Linked DNA regions of Mus musculus: all the other regions are linked to region 2. A link is a contact called in public Hi-C data. All regions are on one chromosome and are shown on one strand. Each heading gives the region's core, a stretch centred on a gene start, on an enhancer-like site or on the middle of the called end of the contact. The rest is flanking DNA. Distances are from core to core; before and after follow the strand shown. Region 1 has its middle 15 kb from the start of Gm38412. Region 2 has its middle 59 kb from the start of Magi3. Region 3 overlaps Magi3 (membrane associated guanylate kinase, WW and PDZ domain containing 3). Region 4 overlaps Magi3 (membrane associated guanylate kinase, WW and PDZ domain containing 3). Region 5 has its middle 33 kb from the start of Gm38412.

What was found. Hi-C and Micro-C count contacts between places; a contact is called where the count stands out from the background.
Region 1: a Hi-C map of liver shows a contact between it and region 2, with 3 times the contacts expected there. The contact joins two enhancer-like sites. A contact is called at or near these places in 10 of 484 Hi-C or Micro-C datasets (cortical neurons, embryonic stem cells, liver and 2 more) and 5 of 115 datasets of contacts at active chromatin or transcription factors (embryonic stem cells, epiblast stem cells, extraembryonic endoderm stem cells and 1 more).
Region 3: a contact with region 2 is called in a Hi-C map of liver, with 2.4 times the contacts expected there. The contact joins two enhancer-like sites. A contact is called at or near these places in 1 of 15 datasets of contacts at CTCF or cohesin (the NIH/3T3 cell line), 6 of 484 Hi-C or Micro-C datasets (bone marrow-derived macrophages, liver, natural killer cells and 1 more) and 1 of 115 datasets of contacts at active chromatin or transcription factors (pancreatic cancer cells).
Region 4: a contact with region 2 is called in a Hi-C map of liver, with 2.6 times the contacts expected there. The contact joins two enhancer-like sites. A contact is called at or near these places in 5 of 39 promoter capture datasets (the HPC-7 cell line, cranial neural crest, embryonic stem cells and 2 more), 1 of 15 datasets of contacts at CTCF or cohesin (the NIH/3T3 cell line), 4 of 484 Hi-C or Micro-C datasets (embryonic fibroblasts and liver) and 1 of 115 datasets of contacts at active chromatin or transcription factors (pancreatic cancer cells).
Region 5: a contact with region 2 is called in a Hi-C map of liver, with 3 times the contacts expected there. The contact joins two enhancer-like sites. A contact is called at or near these places in 1 of 39 promoter capture datasets (liver), 2 of 15 datasets of contacts at CTCF or cohesin (the NIH/3T3 cell line and large pre-B cells), 20 of 484 Hi-C or Micro-C datasets (the MC3T3-E1 cell line, cortical neurons, embryonic stem cells and 6 more), 7 of 115 datasets of contacts at active chromatin or transcription factors (embryonic stem cells, epiblast stem cells, extraembryonic endoderm stem cells and 3 more) and 2 of 9 other capture datasets (embryonic stem cells and liver).

Annotation. Positions count from the first base shown.
Region 1 is chr3:104,422,893-104,425,592 of GRCm38.p6, forward strand. No RefSeq gene overlaps it. Among named protein-coding and RNA genes, the nearest start is that of Gm38412, 15 kb to the left of the region's middle. Within about 2 kb of position 1,264, at least 13 of the 459 cell types and tissues checked have an H3K27ac peak or open chromatin away from gene starts, as enhancers often do. A contact at or near this core is called in liver, where this site is marked.
Region 2 is chr3:104,278,295-104,280,994 of GRCm38.p6, forward strand. No RefSeq gene overlaps it. Among named protein-coding and RNA genes, the nearest start is that of Magi3, 59 kb to the left of the region's middle. Within about 2 kb of position 1,352, at least 15 of the 459 cell types and tissues checked have an H3K27ac peak or open chromatin away from gene starts, as enhancers often do. A contact at or near this core is called in liver, where this site is marked.
Region 3 is chr3:104,141,269-104,143,968 of GRCm38.p6, forward strand. The region is part of intron 1 of Magi3 (membrane associated guanylate kinase, WW and PDZ domain containing 3); the gene reads right to left. Among named protein-coding and RNA genes, the nearest start is that of Magi3, 78 kb to the right of the region's middle. Within about 2 kb of position 1,288, at least 25 of the 459 cell types and tissues checked have an H3K27ac peak or open chromatin away from gene starts, as enhancers often do. A contact at or near this core is called in liver, where this site is marked.
Region 4 is chr3:104,108,321-104,111,020 of GRCm38.p6, forward strand. The region is part of intron 1 of Magi3 (membrane associated guanylate kinase, WW and PDZ domain containing 3); the gene reads right to left. Among named protein-coding and RNA genes, the nearest start is that of Magi3, 110 kb to the right of the region's middle. Within about 2 kb of position 1,286, at least 10 of the 459 cell types and tissues checked have an H3K27ac peak or open chromatin away from gene starts, as enhancers often do. A contact at or near this core is called in liver, where this site is marked.
Region 5 is chr3:104,440,823-104,443,522 of GRCm38.p6, forward strand. No RefSeq gene overlaps it. Among named protein-coding and RNA genes, the nearest start is that of Gm38412, 33 kb to the left of the region's middle. Within about 2 kb of position 1,294, at least 210 of the 459 cell types and tissues checked have an H3K27ac peak or open chromatin away from gene starts, as enhancers often do. A contact at or near this core is called in liver, where this site is marked.

The DNA.
Region 1 (2,700 bases), core at 14-2,513, 140 kb after region 2:
GAAATTAGCGGTGATTAAGAAGAGACCAGCATGGTTGAGGTGACATCTTCTGGGAAGTGTTTTCTGAAAGCACAAAGAGGCTGTGTTCCAGAGATAGCCAAGGTTGTACTCCAGCTGCAGTGGGACTTGGTAATGTGTAAGGGTCACCCAGGTGGTACTGGTTTTGAAGGCATGTAGGGGTCATGCAGAGCAGCTGAGGTTTGGCACTGTGAGAGGCCATGGAAGGCCATTGGTGAAGGTGCAGTCCCAGTTGCAATTGATGGCCCAGGACTGAAGGGATCATGCAAGGGAGTTGAGGCTTGGCACCATGAAGAGAGCCTATGAGAGGCTATTGTTGAAGCCAAGTTACATTGGAAGACAGCAGCATTTGGCGATGCCAGTACTATGAGATGACTAACAAGAACAGCAGCAGCAGTGAAGTACAGGCAGCGGGAGCCTAGAAGACAACATGTGTGCTACAAAGGGCATGGCTGGAGAAGTGACCCAAGCCCTTGGAGGAGCCCAGAAGATCGTGAGTTGAATCCCAGACGTTGGATGGTTGGAGATTGATTTTTGCTTTTGATTGTGACTGTGCCCTGATATTTTTCCCTCTTGAAGGAAGTTTTTTAGTGAAGCCCACAGTTAAGAGACTTTGAATTTTAAAATACTTTGAATTTTATGTAAAGACTGTGGGACTTTTAAAGTTATTTAAGATCTTGGGGATGAATAAAAACTAAGAGTTGAGGCTTACTAGTGATGTGTTTGTGTGTCAAGTTGACAAGGGGTCAATTGTACTGGCTAGTTTTGTGTCAACTTGACACAGCTGGAGTTATCACAGAGAAAGGAGCTTCAGTTGAGGAAATGCCTCCATGAGATCCAGCTGTAAGGCATTTTCTCAACTAGTGATCAAGGGGGAAAGGCCCCTTGTAGGTGGAACCATCTCCGGGCTGGTAGTCTTAGTTCTATAAGAGAGCAGGCTGAGCAAGCCAGGGGAGGCAAGCCAGTAAAGAACATCCCTCCATGGCCTCTGCATCAGCTCCTGCTTCCTGACCTGTTTGAGTTCCAGTCCTGACTTCCTTTGGTGACGAACAGCAATGTGAAAGTGTAAGCCGAATAAACCCTTTCCTCTTCAACTGCTTCTTGGTCATGATGTTTGTGCAGAAATAGAAACCCTGACTAAGACACACCCTAACTTTGCTGGCTGCCAGGCGAGCAACAGCACACCTCCTCTGCCCCACCTGCGCTTCTCCTGGCCCCCACTGGCCCAGGCCTGACTCCAGGACAGGTCTTCACTTTGGGTTCCTTTGGCTGGATTTCCAATGTCTACCCTCCTCCTGGGAAGTACCATTCCAATGCCATTGTGCTGAGCATGTGTTTCTGGCTTTCCTGGGCTGGGAAATGGAAAACAGTCACTCATTAGCACCCCAAACGCTTTTCAGAGGAAACGGTGTGATGTACCAGGACCCCCATGCATATTTATTTTTAAAATATGTTTTTTAATTTGAAAGCACAGGGCCGCTGCAGGTCTGCGGGCCTTCTCACCTGCTGCGCCGTGTGATTAGCCAGGCCTTTTCTCACTGGGTGGCTCGGACAGCTAATGGACTCAGGCTCCCCATGTATGTTTATCTTCAGTTAATTAAAATTTTGCCAAATCTTCCTCACAGCCCTTGCTCACAGCAAGGCCAAGCCTTGGCTTGTGGCCCTGATCTGGTCTGGCAGACTGGATGGGGGCGGTCATCCTATTAAATATTAATCTAAGAAAGCAATCAGGCCTATGGGCTTCCACCCCTGAAGTTCTCCCGCTGGGAAGTCACAGATCAATGCCAGAGCTCAGAGCCTGTGGCAACTCTTCCTGCCAGGCCTTGGTCAGCATCAGACACGGATTTTCAGAACTGTTTGATGATAAATCTGGGCAGAATTCTGAGCACACACTCTCAAAAACTGGGGTGAATTATACCACAGGTCTGCCTTGGACAGGGATGTTAAGCGCAGCATGAACGTGCACCTCATAAATGACGAATGGGCGGATCTGACAGCGTTTATTTGGAAGTGCTGGCTTAGGTAAAGACTCACAAGTACCTCACACATCAGATGCCAGTTCTGAAACTGTCTCTGAGGGAAGGGGAAGATGAGGGCAGAGCTGACTCCTCAGAGCCTTCACTACCCCCTTTGGAGATTTGTGGAAGCTGCCGAAGTTCACCTTCATCTCTTCCGTTGCTCTTAGTCCTGTCCCTGCCCCCAGATCATTCCAGTGGGTACCTTCTGCTAGCAAATTTGGGAGACACAGAAATACTCTATGGGGCCCCAGAGGGTAGTGGCACATATCTTTAATCCCTGCACTTGGGAGGCAAAAGCATGCAGATCTCTGAGTTCAAGGTCAGCCTGGTCTACAGAGCAAGTGCTAAGACAGCCAGGGCTACACAGAAAAACCCTGTCTCAAAAACAAAAAACAAAATAAAACACAAAAACAACAAAAAGAAACAGTGTAGTGTGGTTTTAATTTTATCACTCAGCAGGATCTGGCATGTTCAGGACCTGGGTCAGTGACCACATTCAGAAAGGGGATCTTTGCAAATGTAATTAGTTTAAAAAGGTGGGCCCTGGTCCAAGGACTAGTGTTTTTAGGAGCATAGATAGAAGAGACCCAGAGGCATATGCATTGCCAATGAGGAGAGAGGCAGAGACTAGAATGATGTATCTCCAAGTCAAGCATCTCCAAGG
Region 2 (2,700 bases), core at 102-2,601:
CCCTAATGACAGGGCTTTGCCCGCAATCACCACACTCCAGCTTTTCTTTCTGCCTGCTTCAGGTAAAGATCATCAGTCACATTAAACATCACAGATCATGTACAACATACATAGTTTCACTAAAGGGCCCTTAATGGACAATTGACTCTGAGGGTGTGTGTGTGTCTGTCTGTGTGTGTGTGTGTGTGTGAAGAGCAGGAGACAAGAGTAAGCCAGGCTTTCAACGTGTTTTTGTTTCTATGAATACACCAGGTACCTTCACGTTTTTCTTGCCTGTCCAAACCGCAGTCTCGTCTCAGCTTCCATGAGATGACTCCTCAAGAAGAAAAGAGGTCACGGGGATGGCTATCTCCAGACTATAATGTTTTCAGCCACCAACTCTTAATGAATACCTAGGCATCCTTTCTACCTTGATTCGTCTTGACAGAAAAGGAACTATGGATGGCAGTTGTTGTAATGGCTTTTGACAAGTTTTAAAGTCCCAACTGAATTAGTAATGCTATCCCTTTCAGGTTAGAAAATATCCATCATTTATATTATATTAATTTGATCAGTAACATGGATTAAAAGTTCAAAGCCTACATCATGAAGTCAAGTTAGTAAACATCAGTGTCATTAGTGAGAGCTAGTGACTAACACCTTAAAATTGTAAAAACACATGATGAACTCTTTCAGTCTTGTGAGCTATTTATCTCCCTCCCTCCCTCCCTCCCTCCCTCCCTCCCTCCCTCCCTCCCTTCTTTCCTTCCTTCTTTTCTTCCTTCCTTCCTTCCTTCCTTCTTTCCTTCCTTCTTTTTCTTTCTTTCTTGCCTTCCTGCTAAGACAGCAGTTCTGTCTCTACCTTAATCTCAAGCTGCCAGGAAGAGTTTCCACAACCTTCCTCATCATTATATCCTTCAAGATCACAGGCATAGTGGTGCATGCCTTTGATCTCAGCACTTGGGAGGCAGAGACAGATGGATCTCTGTTGGTTTGAGGCCACTCTGGTCTACACAGGGAGTTCCAGAACATCCAGGGCCACATAGAGAGACTGTGTCTCAAAAGCAAAATGAAACAAAACAAAACAAAACAAACAAAATACAATGACAGCAAAAAGAAAACCTCAGCACTTTGGTAGCATAAGAAGCAAAATTAACTATGTTTGGCTATGTAACGTATTATATAACATGCCAAATTTGATCATTATTTGTATTACATGTATTCTCTCTCTCTCTCTCTCTCTCTCTCTGTGTGTGTGTGTGTGTGTGTGTGTGTGTGTGTGTGTGTACATACTATTGCACAAGTGAAGAGGTCAGAAGACAACAACTTGCTAGGTTCAGTTCTCTTTACCACTTTGGTCCCAGGGATCAAACTCAGGTCAGCTGGTCTGGCATCAAAGCCATGCCTGCTGAGCCATCTCTCCTAAGCAATCTCTCCCGCCCGCCCGCCCGTTTGATCATTTTTTTTGAGATGTCGAAATCACCACTGAGAAAGAAGTTAAGCAACTAGCTCAAGATAACATCAGAAAGTGCTGGCCAATGACTTTATGGCCCCAGGGGCCTACCTTCTCGCTTAGCCATTAGGCTTATTTTTTTTTTTTCCTCTGAATGTAGAAAGGGCACAGGTTTCACTATTTAACTAGCTTAGGCTGGAACTATCACTTATAAGATATGTGGTCTTGGGCCAGCAGACCTCTATGGGCATCAGTTTCCTTCATTGGTAAGAATGTGAATGTTTTGGGGACTGTGATAATAATAAAATATTAACATAGTTGTAAAACAAGAAAAAAAGCCACCCTCTTAGACTTAGCCTGAGCCATAGTCACTTGAGAGAGCTCCCTTTACCAGCTTTGTTTTACAGAAGGAGAAACTGCAGCATGCCTAAATCTAGACACTGAACACTAAGTAAGCAGATCTGGGATTCAATCAAGGCAGATCTGGCTTTTATCTGGAAGATAAGGCAATTTACAGTAAGTGCCCAGCATGGAACCTGAAACAAAGTGAGAATTCAATAAATGGTATTGACGTAGGCAGAACATCGTTTAGGCTGGTTCTTCCTATCTTCTATCAGCTAGATTCCCTCTCTTCCCACCAACTCATCAGTGACCCCCAGTTTCATCTCTGTGTGTACGGACACATATGTGTGTGGTATAGGGTTGTGTAGCACTTTCCTTCTAGATTAAAACATTCCATTTTTAAGTGAGGCTCATTAAGACACAGGATGTTAAAGGGGAAGCAAAACAACAGAATATTTTAAGACACAGAATGTTAAAAGGGAGATGCAACAACAGGATGCCCTAAGCAGGGAGCTCATTAAGATACAGGATATTTACAGGCAGATAATAGGATGTTATAAAGGAAGGTAAAATGTTCTATCCTGCAGGAAAGCTTGTTAAACACAGGAAGTAAAAAACATAATGGCTTCAGAAAGTCCCTGAAACTGACCAGAATCATTATGCCCATCCCTTCCCAAGCACATACAAGCAATAAGGACTGCTGAAAAACACTCTTGGGCCAGCCAAGGTGCCTGGAAAGAACATACATGAGATAGACTGCACAAAAGCAGCAGAGGTCACCTGGAAGAGGCTCAGACCACCTGAAAGGACACTCTCCAATCTGAGCTGCCTGCATGTCATGCAGTGTGCTCCAGGTCCCCAGTATCTGTGTGACCTGTCACCCATGCTGAGGTGAACTTTGCTGATGCAACCATCTTTTGAATTAT
Region 3 (2,700 bases), core at 38-2,537, 140 kb before region 2:
CACATGTGGAGGCCAGAGATCAATGCCAGGTATCTGCCTCTATGGCTTGCCACCTTCCATTTCAAGTTAGAGACTCTCACCGAATCTGGATTTGCCAATTCAGCTTGACTAGCTGAGCAGAAATCTCTGTTGTCTTTACTCTCCCAGGGCCAGAGCCACAGACATGCTACTACTCCCACCTTTTATATGGGTGCTGGTGATAAAACTCAGGCCCCTTTTACAGCAAGCACTTTACCCATGAGCTACCCCTCAAGCCCTAAAATGTTTGATTTAAAAAAAAAACTGCATTTTTCACATTGAGAAATAAAAAACCACAGTTCTAATAAAACAATAATATAGAAAACACAATAGACAATTTCTAAAAATTAATTTTATGGTAGAACTTCATTATGATGCCATAGAAACAGCATGAGTAAAATTACATTCTTCATATGAAAAGATAATTGAATAGTATTCACTGGTAATGGGAAATAAAAATTTAGCCTAATTGCAGTAAAAGGAATTATAAGAAAATAAAAATAATAATGGCATTAGCCATTTTAGGGTTACTAGTAAATATTCTTAAATAGTTTTAAATTTGTATGTGATTTTGATGTTTAGGGGCTAGAAAAAAATCTAGATCTTAAAATAACAATTTGACAATAAAAATCCTTTTGTCAGAGAATTTTGGTAAATATGCAAGCAATTATAATAATTAATAGTAATAATAATAAAACTTCACAAAGACTCTCTAGTGTAATCTTAGGATTGCTTAAGTGAAAATGGAATAGCTTCTAAATAATACTATAATTCATTCATTTGTGTAATTTCCTCCCATTCATTTTTAAGAGAAAAAATTTTAAAAATGTTCTCCACATAACTTATGCATAATAGTTTTCCTGTTTCAAAATAGCAGTGACAGCATCCAACAAGGAATCTTGAAGGGTGTTTTCTCAAAAAATTAAAATTAAAAAATCAATCATTTTCTCAGTAGGAAGGATCAATGTAGGATAAGGACAGATCAATACAGCTTATTTATTTCCTTCTGCTCTGATCCTAGGTGTGGCTTCACTTTTGCACTACAGAATATACTTTCTGCATACAATAAAATGTGACACAGGTCTATTAAAAGGAAGAAGGAAAAGAATTTCATGTTTATTTGTCCATGATGAAAGGAACAAGGGTGCATCAGCACTCACTATGCTCCCATTGCCAACCTTCTAAATGGTAGATGAGCAGCTGTGTTTCTCACACCTCCAGTTATCAGAAATTAGTGCAGCTGACTGGGAACTGTAACAGTCCTCTCCAGTTCAGTTAAACAGGGCGAGCCGTGGCAGCTTCACGGTGTATTTACTTATCACCTTGGAGGACTTTGGAGCCTGCGGAGAAAAACAGCCAGGCTGGCCAGATGCCCTGGATTGCAAATGTTTGACCAAAGGGGTTAAAACACTGACATGAAAACTTTAAAAGAAAAGTGGTTACCCTTAAGTTTTCTTCCCATCACCTCATTAAATCTATCTTTGTCTTTCTTTCCTTTTAACAAAATATTGCAATGGACACTCCATGTTTGCATGCCATATTTCTTTTCTTTTTAACATATCTTTTCACAAATTCACAAGAGTTGAGGAAGAACTGACATTAGGAAAATGGCTGTAAAGGTCCTTGCTGCTAAGCCTGAAGACCTGAGCTTGATCCTTGTAACCCACATGTGCTAGAGGGTTGTTTCCTCAAAAAGTAGAAGAGAGAATAATAAGGTCTGTTGTCCTGAAATGAAGAGTTAGCCTCTTCATCTGAAGTTATAAAGGTGCTAGTAGTCTCCTCATGTGCAAAACAGGGAAAAACACTTTTTGCTATCTTATAGGACCATTTGAAGATGAAAATGTTTAATATATTAAAATACTTAAAACAATAATTTATATGGGGCTAAAAAAATCCTTTTTGTGAGCGCCAAAGCAAGCCCTAAGAAAATATAAAAACCAAAATAATTGGGGTAATAAACAATTATTTGAAGCAGGAGAGGGGAAGGGACCATAAAGCTTGAACAAGTTTTAAAAAGAAAAGTCTTGGTCACTAGCCTTCTTTTTAAATTTCCTGGTTTTTTAGTACCCTCAATTAAAGGGTTTTGCAGAATATTGAAAATACACTCAAATTATAAAATATTTGTTTTCTGTGACTCTAAATTGGACCTAATTTAAATATCTTCATTGTCTTTCTCATGATTCTTAAGCTCTATCTTTGAAATATGACACTGGACTCTCTTCTTGATAATTTCGTTACTACTGTACTAATCAACTATCATCGTCTCTTAGTAGAGTAAGATAGTCCTCCTTGCTTTTCCCTACCCCCTATAGTCAAATTCCCACACAGCAGCCAGAACGAGCTTTCTTAAGCCCAAATTAGTATAGCTTTCAGGGCACACAACAATCCTCTGTCCATAATGCTTTAGGGACATCTACTCTTGTTCCTACTTCTGTCCTCTTTTACCTCGTTAAAACACTCTATTTCCTTCACAGAATTCACATGATTGTTTTATTACAGAATTATTACATAATATTTTACATAACTATTATGATATTTGGATTCATTAAGACAGAATTTATACATCTTACTTATCATTATAAGATCTATAATACCTGCCATAAAAGCTTCAATATACATAGATTAATATATTCTACAATATTGAAGTAAAATGAAAAATATACATCTTCCTGCTGAAAATAA
Region 4 (2,700 bases), core at 36-2,535, 170 kb before region 2:
GGTATGGGCAGTCACAAAGAAAAGGATGAGAGACAACTGCAATCCAAAATGCATTTTAAACAAAATGTGCAACTAGACACTGAATGTAGCATTCGTGTTTAGCATCACTAAAACTGAAAATCATATCTGCAAACATTTTTAGAAACTCTAAGTTTTGTTCTTATTTTATTTGTATGAGTGTTTTGTCTGCATGTATGTATTTATGTGCATCACATGTGTCCTGGAGTTGGAAGAGGCAAAAAGAGGGTCTCAGATCTCCTGGAACTAGAGTTATGGATGGTTGTGAGCCACCATGTAGGTGTTGGGAACCAAACCAGGGTACTCTGCAAAGGCAGTAAGTGCTTTTAACTGATGAGACAAATCTCCAGTCCCTCCATCATTGCTTCTTGACAATCAAGACAATATACTGTAAGCACCAGTCAATTAGACATAATGAAAATTTAATAAAACTGAGTTGACATTATTTAAGATTAACAACTGATAATAAAATATTCTAAATAAACCATTCACCATGGACGTCCCTGTCTCCAGAAACTAATAGAACTTTCTAAAGAATAAAGCGATTGTTTCTTCTATGTAATTTCAAAGAATTTAAAAAAATCTTAAATAGGTAGTTTACTAATGATTATCAGAAGGCCAACAAATATATTAATTCCCAAGGACACTGTTGTCCTACAGAGATGGCTCAGCAGTTAAGAGCACTTGTTGCTCTTGCAAATCACCCACATGGTGGCACACAGCTGCCTGCAATTCCAGTTCCTGACCCTAAGCCCTCTTATGACTTCTATAGGTACTGTATGATCCTGGTGTATAATATATAATGCAGGCACATCTATATATGATCTCTGTCTCTGTCTCTCTCTCTCCTCCCCTCTCCTCCTTCTCCTCCCCCTCTCCCTTCCCCTCCTACCCACCTCCCCCCAGGTTAATTCACAGAACCTTGACATCTCAAGGGCATGAAAAAAAAATCTCCCTGAGGCTAATGTAAACGTTATTAAACAAATACAAACAAAAGATTCTTTATAATGTGAACATTCTTACCTAGCCAGCCTATGCTTTAAAATTTTTTGCTCTTTGAATTCTATTCTTTGGTTTTTATATGAACAGTGAAACTGGTTTATAAAGTTTAAAAATATATACATCAGACAAATAGTTTGGCTAGATGAATGTCTGTAATTGGTATTTTAATTGTATAAAAATATCCAGGCGGTCAAGTTTGAATATACAACTCCTTAGTCAGGAATTCACAGCTACAAACCCATAGTTACTGAATATACGCAAACTCTGAATCACCACCAGTTCTCATTGAGAAATCAGTGAATAAAGCAACTGGCTATTATTTGGATTAACCCTGAGTCCTGTTGGCGTGGGTTCAGCATGCAAACAACTGTAAATCAATCTACCCACACTTCATCATCTTTTTGACAAGGACAGTAAGGAGAATTTGTCAACTGCTTGCTAAAGTCAAGATACAACATGTCTTTACTATTCTCTAATCTAGAAGCAATTATAAAACAGGGGGTAGGGGGAGAGTAAAAATGAGGTCAGTTTGGCATGTCTTGTTTCTTAGAAATCCATATTGGCTCTGGGTGATAAGCTATTCTTTTCTAAATACTTGGAATTTGTTTTTAAATAATCTCTTCAACTTTTGTGAGTTTAGATTATAGTAGGGCAATAGACTTGTGTGTTCACAGTCTACGGAGCACTTCTCTCCAGTCTCCCAGTTCTTCTTACATTCTCCTCCATGAAGTGTGTGTTGGGAGCAGGGGGATTAAAATAATTCTGAGGTCACGTCTGAGACTCTTCAACTCCAGAAGCCAATCCATTTAAGTCTTTTTAATAGTTCAAACTGAGCCCCAATCCGCTATGAAGTAAAGGCCTATTTTGAACTCCCAATCCTTTTGCTTCTGAGTGCTAAGATTACAGGTATGTACCACCATGCCTGGTTTATTCAGTGCTGTGGAAGGAATGGAACCCAGACAAGCACTCTACCAATTACACTACTTCCCCATTCCTCCTTAAAGTTTTGAAAATATAAATTTATTTAAAGTAAATTATGCTCTTTTTAAACAGATTTATGTATGTTCACCTTTATATATGGACCTGTGTGAGTCTACATGCACCACATGGGTGCCAGGCGCCCTGACCTTAGATTAAATTCCCTCAAACTCGTTACCTCTAAACTGTGAGCTACCTCTAAACTAAATCTTATTCTTATCCAATCCCACCACATAGCAGATGTTTAGCATAATGTCCAGCTTTCCTGTTTTATATTATTTTTAGCTTATACTGTTGAAAAAGTAACTTGTTCCTTCAAAGTTTTCTTAAATTATTACTTTGTTTAGTTTTTTTTTTTAAATTTTTTATTTGATACACAATCTCTCTACACAGACTTCGCTGTCCTGAAACTCGCTATGTACATGAGGCCGGCCTTGAACTCCTTGAACTCACAGAGATTCACCTGCTTCTGCCTCCCAAGTGCTAGGATCAAAAGCACGTGCCATTATGCCTCTGGCTTCCTTCAAGATTATAACAGAAGTAAAATAAGAATGATACAAGGTGGCTCAGTGGAAAAGAACTTGCCAGTAGGATCCAGGCTCTGAGTTTAATAATCCCCGACTTCAAAAGTTGTTGGGTTTTTCTGCAAGGGAGGGGGGGAGATGGCCTATCTACTCACTCATGTTGTTCTTGAAACATCTC
Region 5 (2,700 bases), core at 44-2,543, 160 kb after region 2:
GAGACCCCCCCACACCCACCCCAGTGTGAACCAAACCAGTTCTCCAGTACAGGATAACTAGAGAGAGACAGCTGAGACATGGGGAGGGGCCTCAGTGGTCGCCTGCGCGCACACACACATTTGTCTGTGTATCAGCTCCTAAAATTGTAGTTAATACTGTTGTTATCATATTACCACTCAAACAGATATGAAGCAGGCATAAAGGGGCTAAATGACCCATGCAGCACCAGCCAGCAAGTAAAAGGTAGAGTTGGGACTGGAACCGAGTTAGTCAGTCTGCCTCAAGTCCCAAATGCCTGAAGCACGCACATTCAAACAAAAACCAAGGAAAGGGCTGGCCGGATATCCAATGGGGGCAGAATAGGTAAAAGCTACAAGGACACTCCCTGCCCCAGGGCATTCTCAGTGAGGAAAGGCGGCTTTTGATAAGTCAGAATGCCTATCCACCCCATGCTTTAAACGAGCTCTCATACACACCATTCATTCTGTTTCGACCATATTGTCACTTGTCCCCTTATAGACAGGTACTCCAGGGCCGAACCTGGAGAAGTTTCATAGTGTCTGCCAAGCACCGAGACTGGGTCCCCGGGTTTCTGCGTGCCGCTGTTCTTCTCCCTTTAGACATTAACTGCTGTAACTAGTGCTTCGCGGTGGCTCTAGTATCTGGGGTCCTGACCTCTAGAATGCAGTCCTGGGACACACTGCTCTTCCACCCAGCTTCCGTCTGTAAATATTTCTTCATGCTGGAAATGGTTCTGAGCACTCCTCAGTGCCAAGCTCTCGAACCACCAAGTTGAATTCAATGTTTGCCCAAGCCGCTCAGTATTTGCTAGTGGTGACAAGCATGGGAGGGACCTTCTCCGTGGACTGAGGGATGGCCCCAAACCTGCTCCTTTACCCTGGAAGTGGGAGCTGCAAATGAGATCACACAGGACAATCAATTTGTAAAAAAGCATAAGGTGAGAATGGGGTGTGGAGAGAGGGTGAGAAGAGGAGGGGGAAGGGAAACGATTCAAGGAAGAGAGAGGACACGGGCAAGACTGCAGCCTTGGATCAAAATGAAGACCTCTGAGGGCCAAGCTGCGAGCTCATCCTGGGCTAGGAGCCCAGAACAAGACTCCGGCCTCCGAGGACAAAGCCTGGAGCTCTGGCCTCTCCCTCCCAACAGGCCAAGCTGCCCTGGGCTTCATCCTGGCAGCGTTCTAGAACTTTTGAGCCATGCACCGCCCCGTACAGATTTTGAGTTACAGCCTGAGCCATGACAAAGGCCAGGCCTCTCGCCATTGTGCAACCGGAGAAGCCGGATTTCCTGTGAATCCCCTTACGTAAGGGTATCCCTGAGCAATGGTGGCCTGGGTAGCGCCCTCTGCCGCCATTCTCTGTGCTGAAGCGCCACCTGGAGGCCAGTTCTCGTTCAAACCGCTGTGTAGTAGAGCCTCCACAGAAGGAAACAAGAAGATGCCTTGGAACAAAAAGGCGCCTTTTGAAAGAGCCTCAACAGTTTCTTCACCCGCCCTTTATCTATTGCTGATGGGGTATTCAAGAGTTAAATGACAGGCTTCTTAAAGGGACAGGATTAGAGCCACAGTGATCTTGTCACTGCCTTTCTTAAATTCTAATATCTGGATCTGAAGAGCACACGTGAGGGGAAAACTGCAGTTTGCCCTGCATCTCGGATTCCAACCTCTTCATCCCCCTACTGCAAAATTCAGGTTAGACTAACTTGTGTAGAGAGCTTGGCAGTGAGCCGGCCCCTTCTCGGGAGAGCCTGGGATGCTGCAGAGGTTTTTTAATCAGCTGCCTGGCCCTGGGCATGAACACACACCCTGGATTACTCAACAAGTAGCTGGGGGCTGGGGGGGGGGGGGGGGCGGGGACTACAAAAATAATTGTTTAAATTGAGCTCCAAGTTATTTTAGCCTGAAGAAATTCTAAGCTAGATGGACCCAGGAAATAGGGAGTATTCAACATAAAGAAAAGGGGACCAGGCTTCCAAACTGAGAAAGGTTTTGTCTTGTTTTGCCTTTTTTGTTTTTTGGTTTTTTTTTTTGTTTTGTTTTGTTTGTTTTTTGTTTTGGGTAGGGAGGCAAGTAACCAAGCAAGCAAAACAACACAGAGAAAGGGGGGGCTTTCTTTTTCAGAATTTTATACTTATTCTTTTGGTAGGCCAGCAGTTTAGCTTCCTACAAGGACAAAAGACCCTGACATCTCAAGCAAATCCTTATCAGAAAGTGGAAAATGCTAGAGTTATCAGGAATATTCCATATCAAACCATATTACAGCATCATGGTAACAAAAACAGCATGTTACTAGCTCAAAAAGTGGCCCTGGCAATCAAGGGGCTCAAACAGAGGTCCCAGAAGTCACCCCACAAAGCTACAGTTCTCTATCTTTGGACAAAGGTATCAAAAACATACACTGGAGGAAAGAGACCTCTAAACACCTGTGCTGAGAAAACGATTTCCACAAGGAGAGGAAAGACTAAGACCCCCGTCTCCAACCCTGTGCAAAATCAACTCAAAGTGGATCTTAGAGCCAGACCTGAAGCAAAACACTTCAGGACACAGGCATAGAAGAAACTTTCTCAACAGTGCTCCAACTGTACAGCACACATTGCCAACAACCAACAACTAGACGTATAGGAAACTAAGACGTTCCTGTCCAGCAAAGAAAACAAGCACCAGCGCCTAGAGAATGGTA